3 separate regions of the Gossypium hirsutum genome follow, and all the other regions are linked to region 1. Evidence: chromatin contacts called from public Hi-C data. All regions are on one chromosome and are shown on one strand. Each heading gives the region's core, a stretch centred on a gene start, on an enhancer-like site or on the middle of the called end of the contact. The rest is flanking DNA. Distances are from core to core; before and after follow the strand shown.

Region 1 (3,711 bases), core at 865-3,364:
TATTGATAGTCTTTTAAAATTTAACATCTAATTATTATATTTTAATTTTGAGAGATTTTATTTAAAAATCTACCTTTCATCCAATTTTGCCGGCATGGCAATTATAGAAAAAAGGAATAATAACTTTATAGCCATCAACATTTATAGTTTTTTTATGAATTTGGTGCTTATTCTTTAAAAAGTTATGTACATAAAAAAAATTTCATTTTTTTTTATAAAAATAAAAGGTTTAAATTCTTATGGGTTGATTTTCATCATCAAGCTGATTGTTGAAAACCCAAAGTCCATCTATGGTAGCAATACCATACAATGGAGATGAAATTGTGAATGAAAGAAAATGAGAAGCAAGCGAGTGAACATGGAACAGTGACACTTAAAAGTCATGTATTTTTAGGCATTTCACATCTTCCATGGTTGGAGAATGAGGGTATAATGGCTTGGAATGCGAATATGAGGTCGATCGAAGTAGGTTCTCGAGGTTGGCTGAAAATGATAGGGCCTTGTAGGCGGATTGTGGAAGAGCTGCTTCGGTGATTGCCATAGGTGTGCTTTTGAAGTAAACTTGTGTTATGGGATCAATTTTTTTGGTTATGCCTTTTATATATACATCTAACGAATTTTAATTGGGCATTGGGCGAATGTAAGGCGGGCCAGCAGTGACTTTCACCCTAATAAAAAGAAAAATTGTCTTTTAAGTCTTATTAAATTTTTTAAAGAATTTATAAATTATTAATGATAAAAATATATTTTAATCTTTACAAAATTTATAATTCAAAATTGACCCTTTTGAATTAATGTTCTGGCTACGCTCCTACTTTGAAGACAAATTTTTTTTAAATAATTTTGGTGAAATTTAAGTATAAATTTATTATTTCTTAAAATTATATTTTTATTTAACATATGAAAATATTAATTTTTTTATTTTTGAGTTAATATATATTTGCCTCCTAAACTTGTTCACTTGGTACCTAGTTGATACTTGAATTATTATTTTTGGATTATCACCGTTAAATTTTGTTGATGTGGATGAAATATGATAACCTCATATCATGACACATGACAAGCCCTAATAAAAAAAATTAAAAATATTTTACCTTTAAAATGAATCTGGACATATGATTATCCAAATTCATTTAACTTGAATAACCATTTGCTCAAATTCATTTTGAACTGAATTTTTAGTAAACTATATATATATATTTTATAAACTTGCAACTTTCTTATATTATTACTTTGAAATTAAAGGTACATAAAATATATATTTTTAAAAATATACCTATATAAATTTGTAACTTTAGGTGAAAATGAACAATTATTGTTCAAATTTTAATTTGTACAAGTTTAAAAATGTGATTTTGTGAAGGTTGGTTAACTAAAGAGATGACCCGAGAGAAATAATTTGTTTAGAGTAACCTTGAGGTTTTCAAGAGCTGGTCCATTCATCATTGTTAAAAAAGTATTTATAGGAGAGATTCTCTTGTCTACAAATGTGATGTGGAAGGATAAATACTCAATCCTACTAAATTTATAAAGAATATTCATGGGCGTGAAGGATGTGCACCATGAGATCCTATTCTGTTATATATTTAATAAAGACGAGTTTATTATACCTAAAAATGAGTGCATTAGAAGCGATATAACTTATTATCAATAAGTGAGAGGTTGGCTAAGAGTAATTATCTAACAGATAACGAAAGGATATTCAAATTTCCATTAACTCATTTTCGTCCGAATCAATATTTTATAATAGAAATAATCCATCTAGAAAACCCGCATTAACCAAGCCGTCCAGTAATTTTTGAGTGTAACATTCGTAATAAATACATGGTGGTAAATATAGAAGAGAATCTTTTGGTGATTAAAATACTTAAAAAAAATAATATTCATGGGTGACGTAAACCCCATTTAAGTAATTGGTAACGAGACACTTACACATCCAACCATTCACCCTTATTTTTAATTTGATTTGATTCTTATGCAGAGTCAACAGACCCTGACACTTTAATTAATATATTTATAAATAGTATCCCTAATTAAGCTTTTTTTAAAAAAAAAAAAAACCAACCCGCTTTGATCCGTTTTACAACCTTTCCAATCAACGTCTAACACCTCTCCCATTTGTTTGGGCTACATAGTCCTTACTGTACTCCCTGTACTGCCTGATTGCACCAACTCAGAATCCAAGCTATCACCTCCGTTTGCTTTATATATACCTGCCAAGCTTTGACGCCCATCAACTCACTCTTTTATTCTCTTCCACCCTTTTTCAGCTACCAGCGCCGCCCTCAGCTCAGGCCCTACTTTACGAAATTCAACAAGTAGCAAGCAGTTAATATGTCGGGATATTATTATTACTCAGGGTGCCCAGATCAGTACGGGGCTCACTATCTGGATGCCTGCTCCGTTTGCGGCGAATCGCTTCATAATTCCGATATTTTCATGTACAGGTTTGTTTGCTCTTTAGTATTGATTTTAAAATTCGGATCGTGTTTGAGTATGAAATAATCTTGTTTCCTGATGGCTATTTTTTCAATTGCAGAGGGAATACACCGTTTTGCAGTACAGAGTGTAGACAAGAACAGATGGAGATGGATGAAGCCAGAGAAAAGAAATTGAAATTTGGTAGATCACATAGGAAATCGGATTCCAAGACCTCTACACCCAACAAAACTGTTCGGACGGGAACTATTACGGTGTCGTAGTACATATTTGCTTATCTTTTTCTGAGTAGGGTGATAATGGTATCATAAATTTTGCAAAAAGAAAACGAGAAATAAGATAAGGAAAAAGAAAACCTTGAATGGAATTTTGTAATATCGTTTTTTATTGGGGTTGAGGGTTGATAAGGGAGGAAGGGGGAGGTATCAGATTGTTCAGTTTTCATCAATGAAAAATATTCAGAGATCTATAATTTCCGGTATTCCTCTGAATTGAAGCTAGCTTTTAATGATCTGATACTCGAAAATCATATTAAAGTGTAACTAAATTTGAATGAAATCGTAACACGGCAAAGTTTTGTGCCCATCACGATATTAGAATTTAAATTGGGATTAGCAAAATGGGTCTGTTTTATTAAGCAAATGAGAAAAAAAACTGATATATCAGTAATTGGTAAATGCAGTGAATGTGTAAATCGTTGAACGGTATATTGTCTTGAGCAAAAGCTTTTTGGTCGGATTGAATGGACCCTGCCTCCTACTTACTTTTCACTTGTTTTGTCCCATTCAATCATCCCTTTTCACCTTATATTAATGGCTTTTTACCATGCTTTCATTACCATTTCCAATGCTTATTTGACAAATATTAACATTATTTAACAAATTACAATATAATAATTTAGCTTTACCATTTTTCCATGGAAATGAAATATATCTAAGGCTATTTTAATATTGCTTTTAATGGTGTTATTAAAAAGTGTTTTTAAAAAATTTAGTTTAAATTTGAATGTTTATTATTGTTATCAAAAAATAATTTTGAGGAATAAAATGTTTATTTTAGACATGATATTACTAAGTAATAAATATGTATTTAAATAATTTTTAAATTAATACTATTATTATATTTTAGTAGGAATATAAAAAATAATTTATTATAACTTGTTGTTGATATTTTAATATATGAAATATAAATTTTAAATATTTTTAAGCAATAAATACTAATTATTTATAAAATTTAATTAAAATATATAAACTATATTTTAAATAATTAAGT
Region 2 (3,711 bases), core at 614-3,113, 300 kb after region 1:
CTCTGCATGGAAGAGGATTATCAATCTTCAAATAGGCTTGATCTTGAAGTGGAGCGAGATAAGAGAGAACACAAAGCACTTCAAGTCCTGCAGTACATAAAAAAGTGAACAAGGTCAGATATAGAGTCTATATTATAGACAAGCAGAAAATAGCACATCCTATAAACTTAGGATGCATAAGAGAACCAACATCCGTGGATCAGTATATGCATGAGCACAAGGAATCAGATAAACCATGGAAGAAGCCAGGGTCGGATTCCAAGCATGAAAAGGCATCTAATTACCACCCTTATATATTATGGATACTAACCGTGCTGGTAACTCGTTTCAAATATACATTGTAAGAGGAACAAAATAAACTTTAGCTTTGCCTTTCAGCATTGTACTTTTAAATAAAATAAACAAGAAATCAAGTGCCAAAGCAGAAATAAATTAAAAAAAATCAATCACGGAGCATCCATCAATGAAAACAAAACCATCTTTGTTTCAAATTACCGTGTTAAAGAACGAGTGAGGCAACAAACAAGAGAAAATATACTAGAACCTTTTCCCTATACTAAATGATGCAATACAAAGGCCCAAAGGGGGATCACAACATGACTGAAGAGAGCAAAACAGCAGATTGACAATGTCTATTAACTGACCTGAACCAGATAATAAAATATACGAAGCCCTTCGGGATCCTTGCTGCTCTGAACATCAACAAGGGACCCAATCTTTGAAGTAGTGAAAGAAATATGCTCATTCCCCATCACAATCTCGAGCTCCTGCCGTCCGACACGGTCAGGTTCTGGCCAGTTGTTGTCATCTTCCTTCATGATCTAGACAAAGAATGCCCAATAGAATTGAACAATAATATCAAGAACCATAATTAATAAAAATTGCAAATTTAAACCATCCTGAGCGTCGAAAGAACCGCAAGTTACCATTAATCGAAGAAATAAATAATCAACTAAAACTAAATCTTTTAACCTAAAACCCAGCTGGGCAATTTGAAAAACTGCAGTAAAATCAGAAAATTACAAAATATTTACATCAATCAGAACTGGAAACAAAAGACAATAAATACAAACTCGTTATTTAAGCAAAACATAGAGAAAACAAGAAAAAGAAAACCTAATTTTTGATCCCAAACCCTAGGCAAAGTTGAATTAAAGTGGAAAAGAATTAAGGAAAGCATTAAGGCGAAGTAAAGGGTTGAAAAAGGATAGGAGACCTCGCTCTCGGTGATGATGCGGCGGCATTCCTTGAGAACGGCAGGGGTGAGGAAGACTTCTTTGCGGATCATGGTGTCGTTTTTGTAGTTGGAGTTGTTAGCATATCGTAGCTTCCCGTCCGGCCTGAACTCGAACTCCAAAAATTCGTGCCCAAATTTCCCTTTATGCCCTACGTAGTAACGGAGGTAAAACTCTCCGCTCTCCTCCTCGGCCGCCATTGTTTTTCCCTCTCTTTTTTTTTTCTTGTAAGATTCTCGAAAAGAAAGCAAACAACACTGAAAACACTTCCAAGTCCAAGGGATTTTTCTGGATATATTGATGGGTCCACCTAGTTATTGGGCCTCCCAAGTTTTGTTTGGGCTGGGCCGTTTAATCTCCTCCATGCATAATCTCAGTATGAATTAAGGATATCCTCAAAATTAGAAATGTAGAGTATAATTAAATAAGTTAAATTAGAATTGATTAAATAACCTTTAAAATTTTAGGGAGATTTAGATGTACTATTGGGTACGGTGCAGTGCGTTTATTTTACTTTTTACCCTACGCTATTATCACTGTTTTTACACTAATTAGAGATAAATACATTATTCATCCAAATTAACTCACAAAAACATGTTTTTATATTGGGTATTTTTAAAAACTACAAACTATTGTTGGAGTTTAGTCGATGTATGATTGACTAATAAAATATAATGATAATGATAATGATGTCTTACTGAACCAAACTAATACAACAATTATGGTTTGCTGTAATTGTCCAAGTCTTAAAGATTCCTTTTATCTCTTATAAATTTGACTTCGTAGGCTCAATATATATATTGTGATGAACATAGGATAAAAGACCTGTTTTTTAATCATAATTTAAGGCAAATTATTTAGAAGATCATAAAAACATAAATCTCCATCTCTGGTTCATAAAGGAAAAATAAAATAAAATCACACAGAATATTGACGAAAACGAAAGCAAATAAGCCAATAAACAATAGCACTGCCTCTCCCCTAGCTCATAATTCCAACAACGGCTCCCAACAAGGCTACCATAAAACCATAATTCACGGTGCTCGGAGCTCCGCTAGGTGTTGACGGGGGAGAAGTTGTTGTACCACCACTGGGGGGAGTCCCGGAAGGAGTGGTGGAACCAGACGGAGTAGAGGGGGTGGAGGGTGAGTTGCCACTAGCTGCTACAACATTGATGGCTAGCTTCATGCCACCAGCACAGTGACCTATGGTGGGGCATATGAAATACATTGCCCCTGGATTGGACAGTGTGATGACAGTGTTCCCATCGCTGTAGGATTTAATAGCATTGCCGGTGTTGCAATTATCGTAGTCGCTCTTGGATACTTCCTCCACCGAGTGGCTGCCACCGTAGGTAAACACTAAAACGAAAAAATACAAACAGGGTCATTCATATTGTTATCTTACTTTGGCTTAATTTTGGTAAGGAAGCAACTTACAAAGTGTGTCGCCTACGGTGAATGTTTTCCCTTGAACCCAACTTTGGTAATCTCCGGTCGTGGTCCAACCGCTGCTGTCTCCTACGGTGTATTGCTCGGCAAAAGCCGCCGGAGCTGCTAGGAGGAGGAAGAGGAGGGCTGCTGCTAAACCCATAATGTTATAAAGTTTAAAGCCTAATTTTAGTTGGAAAAAAATAAAGGACGGTGAAGGGACTCTTAGCACGTTATGTTGTGTTATATAGAAGGCTGAAAGTATGATTTATAGAAGCAAAAAGTCAAGCAATTTCTCTATTATTCTTACTAAAGCCAATAATTAATGTTAGCTTAATTAATATTCTTCCATCTCCTCCTCACCAAATCAAATTGAATATATATATATATATTGCTGCCTTTTGATTCAAATAAGAAAGAAAAAAAGGGTATTGATAGGTTCAGCTAGCAGCCTCTGTGTGGGACTTTTTATAATCTTTGCTCTCTCACTTGTATAGAATTTAATGGGGTGAAATTGCAGAATAAAAATCAACATTTATTTTTATTTCTAATTTAATTTTAACACAAATCTTTTATCATTACATTACCCATTTGGTGAAGTCATTTTCCTTTTTAACATTTGTACCTATTAGATAAGAGTCAAAAGTTTCAGCCTAAACAAATACAATCTAGAATCTCTAACCTAACCACCTTTGGAGAACTTGTGTAACTGAAACAGGTTGAAACTGATGTCTTGTTTATGCACCAAATTTATGTCTTAAATTATATTTTAAGGATCTATTTTGGTTTTACTAGTGTTTTTTAATTTTATTTATCTACTTTAATTTGATATAATTTGATTTTTCTATTTTTATAATATTATTAATAATTAATACATTTAAATTAATAATACTATTAGTTATTGCTATTAAAATGAAAATGTACATCCGCCTTATATGTAAATTTTTAAATATTTATTGTGTGCTTAAATAACATTAAAAAAAATTTACTTCATCACTTTAATGACGGTAATTAATTATTTTATCAATTTAAACTTACTAATAATA
Region 3 (3,711 bases), core at 746-3,245, 270 kb after region 1:
TATACGAGTTTTTTTAAAAAAAATACTTATTTTCGGAAGTACGAGGTGTTGTGCCCTAACTTACAGGGTATGACACTTTGTCACCTCGAAGTAAGAATTTGTTTTAAAATAAAGGTAATATTCGGTATTAGGAAATTCAAGAAAACGTGCCCTAACTTACTGGGTTTCGACTTTTCTTGTTTATCCTAAATAACTGAACAACCCTTAAAAAATTTAGAATATATGAATTATAAATAAAGGCAAGCTCATTCTCAAAGTTTGAGATGTCGTGTCCTAACCTACTGGGCGTGACATTTTATTACTTCGAGATGAGAGAGTCTTTAACATTTGTTTTAATTTATTCGGTCATTTTCAAATTAGCATTTTTACGAAGAGGGATCGTATTTCAATGTCTTTCAAGCTTTCAATTTTCGACACTAAGATATTAATTAATCAACTAGGTACCAATTTTTGGGCGTTATGAGGGTGCTAATCCTTCCTCGTGCGTAACCGACTCCCGAACCTGTTTTCTTGATTTACGTGGACCAAAATTGTTGTTTAAATAAATCAAACCATTTATTAAAAATAACCACTTTTACAAGGTGATCCAATCACACCTAAAAAGACTGGTAGCGACTCTCGTTTTCGTTTTTCTCCAAGTCGATACCCGTTTTTTTCAAAAAAATGGTTACGACACCTTCCATCAAGCTTTGGCATTGCATTATGATAGTAACACATACGTGAAAAACATAATTAATTTATTAAGAAAAAACAATTATATTCATTGAAATTACAACTATCAAATAATATTTGGATGAATTAAAATCTTAATTGAATATTGTGGATTAAATTTTATGTGAATATCTAAAAGAAGGTGAAAGAAAAAGGAGTTACCAAGAGAACCGACATCTCCATGATATCTACATTGAAGATTGAAAAGTGTATTTAAAAGAAGGGGGAAGCAATATTAGCCAATAAGAGAAGCAGCAAAATACTGAATTCCATCCAACCATCATGGCCTTCCAATCAAATTTCTGAAGCCTTCCAAATTTCATAATGATCAATATATTTGGTGGGTCCTCTTTTATGTCTCATTAACTTGTCCATATCCCTTTTCTACATATTCTATTGTTTCTTAAATGGGTTTTTAAGTTTGAAGGGAATATTATAATATTGCCCCTACAATTCAGACTCACTCAGTGACTCAAATTTAGTCATGGGTTAAGTTCAGACTCCACTAATATAAATTTTAGAACCGTTTTTTAGGGACAAGTTAAAAGTAAACTTAAAATTTGGTTCAAATTTGGCTTAAATAAGAATTGTTAAATCCGAGTTGGATGTAGTCCGTTCCTATTAAAAAATAATATTATTTTTTATATAAAAATAAATTTAAAAAATAATACATTAAATAAATTAAAAATATTAAAATAATGTTTAACAATAAATTAAAAATATATTAAAAAAATTATTCTTAAATAACAATAAGATTGGTACAACTTAACAAACAAATGTCTCTAAAATAGTAGTAAAATTAATAATAAAATAAGAGTTATACAATATTCTAACAGTAACAACAAAATAGTAGTAATATAATAGCCAAATGGCAACAAACAACAATGATAAAAAATTTAGACAAATTTAGGTCGGGTTGAGCTGGGCCATAAATATCTTACTCAAGGCCCAATCGGTTTAGAAAATGGGGCTTATTTTTGTCCAAATCTATTTTTCGTGCCTATATTTTTATCCAAAAACTTTTACTTTTCAGACGGGTCTTCGAATCTGAACGGGTGACCCGGCACATTATGAGTCCTACTCAAATTACATTTATAATCATTTAACTAAACATACCCAAAGAAAGCTTGGGTATTTATGGAGCAACAACGAGGCCCAGCCATAATTAGGCTACCAACCAACAGCTAAAAGTAAATGGGCTGACTACCATAGATCATCTTATTTTATGGCCCAAATTATATTTGAGGCCATTTATTCGTATAAATGAGTTAAAAAAACTGCATCGGTTTCATCCTCCATCAAACTGGTATTTTATATGGTAGAGAACAGTAAACAAAAACGGCGGCGTATCGAAGATGCATACGTGGACGCGTCTTCTTCCAACGAATTACATTCGATCACCTTCTTCAACCCAAAACCAAACTACTATCTCCCTCTCTTACCTGTTGCTCGTCGCTTATCGCATCTCAGCCCTACAAGTTTTTTTGGGTTACCTATTATGAAGTTAAATAAAAAATAAATAGATATTAATAACCCCACTAGTATAAATTGATTTACTTGTATAAAGCCCAATACTTGCTTTTGTGTTTTTTACTTAGTTTTTTGCACTTAAATCTCTTTTGATGGCAGATGCTATTCGATTATTATCATCGCCGTCGTCTTCTTTAATTCATTCGCTGCGCTTCTCTTCGCCTTCACTGCTCACCACTTTCCACTTCGCTTCGAATTATCCACTATCGTCTCTTGGACCAACCAATCAGAATTCGGATAAGATTTTTTCTTATTCTTCTTCTATTGGTCTTGCTCCGCTTGCTCTGATTCCCAGAAAACCATCGCTCTCTTTCAAGGTACAATATCCTTCTGTTTTCTGATTTTGAATTTTATTTCAATTCTTTAGCTAAAAACAGGAGTACCCTTTTTCTTAAAATTGTTTCCTTGGCTATTTTCTTTGGTAATGATGGCCTTATTATTTATCGAAGTTCTTTGCTTGTGGAATATTATATTTGAATTAGGCATCTTTAGATTCCATTTCAAGCTGAATTTGGATACTTGGCGTAAAGGTTTTAGCTTTCAGAAATATACTAGTTTAAAAGGTGAAGTTCTCTAGTAATGGCTTTGTGTTGATTTGCTGATTCTTTGGTATTTCTAGCTGCCGATTCCAGGTCAACCATAGAACTGGAAACAGTATACTTTTGGTAACGCAAAATTTTCTGATTATATGGCACTTGTCACTTATCAGGGGTTTCTAGTGATGATTTCAATTGAGTTTCAATGGCCAAAAGACAAATAGATAAAGCTATGTTGAGTTTTAGCTAGCGAAAATGAGCAACCTTTAAGTCTTCCTGCTATATACCAGTTTCTCACGCTTGCTTTAAATACCTTTTATTTTAGTTGTAGCTTTAGATACCAAGTTTGTTCTACATCACTTTTTGGATGTTGTAGGCTTGGGGATTAATACCCTCCTCCTTATTCCACTGCAATTTGCTTGACTGGCAACTTGTTTCTCTCTGGCATGAGGTTCTTTTGTACTACGGATGCATCATTTTCTCTGAAAACCCATGCTGATGTATTCAAGTCTCGGTGGTTGCAATGTTATCAATGGCATTCACTTCTTTTAATAGTGGTGGTGTCTTTCCTATCGAATATGGATGAATAAAGTAACCTGTTAATCACCATGTTCTTAGAACATTTTGGTATTGCTGTATCGTTTTGAAGAAAACAAGTTTGATCAATTTTCCGCTTTGGGAGACAATGGTATTAACCATGTTTCTTTGCTTCAGGTGCATGCAACAGTCGAAGAAACTGAGCAGCCAAAATGGTGGGAAAGGAATGCGGGACCAAATATGATTGATATTCATTCTACAAAAGAATTTATCAGTGCCTTAAGTGAAGCTGGGGATAGATTAGTTATTGTAGAATTTTATGGAACTTGGTGTGCTTCCTGCAGAGCATTATTTCCCAAGGTAAGTCACTTCACTTTTTCATGGTTGTTGTAATATT

Evidence for each region. Hi-C and Micro-C count contacts between places; a contact is called where the count stands out from the background.
Region 2: a contact with region 1 is called in a Hi-C map of leaf, with 2.0 times the contacts expected there. The contact joins the promoter of LOC107953045 here to the promoter of LOC107953735 in region 1. A contact is called at or near these places in 4 of 34 Hi-C or Micro-C datasets (callus and leaf).
Region 3: a Hi-C map of leaf shows a contact between it and region 1, with 1.6 times the contacts expected there. The contact joins the promoter of LOC107896781 here to the promoter of LOC107953735 in region 1. A contact is called at or near these places in 2 of 34 Hi-C or Micro-C datasets (both in leaf).

The regions. Positions count from the first base shown.
Region 1 is chrA08:8,687,627-8,691,337 of Gossypium_hirsutum_v2.1, forward strand. LOC107953735 (FCS-Like Zinc finger 3) reads left to right here and starts at 2,115. Exons shown (of 2, transcript XM_016889130.2): 1 at 2,115-2,447; 2 at 2,540-2,920. The coding sequence starts at 2,335. The coding sequence ends at 2,702.
Region 2 is chrA08:8,986,993-8,990,703 of Gossypium_hirsutum_v2.1, forward strand. LOC107953045 (protein mago nashi homolog) reads right to left here and starts at 1,864. Exons shown (of 3, transcript XM_041075819.1): 1 at 1,217-1,864; 2 at 645-821; 3 at 1-87. The coding sequence starts at 1,435. The coding sequence ends at 28. LOC107896308 (uclacyanin-3) reads right to left here and starts at 3,043. Exons shown (of 2, transcript XM_016821487.2): 1 at 2,675-3,043; 2 at 2,106-2,596. The coding sequence starts at 2,828. The coding sequence ends at 2,217.
Region 3 is chrA08:8,959,811-8,963,521 of Gossypium_hirsutum_v2.1, forward strand. It overlaps LOC107896781 (thioredoxin-like 2, chloroplastic), which reads left to right and starts at 1,996. Exons shown (of 4, transcript XM_016822087.2): 1 at 1,996-2,558; 2 at 3,492-3,674. The coding sequence starts at 2,334.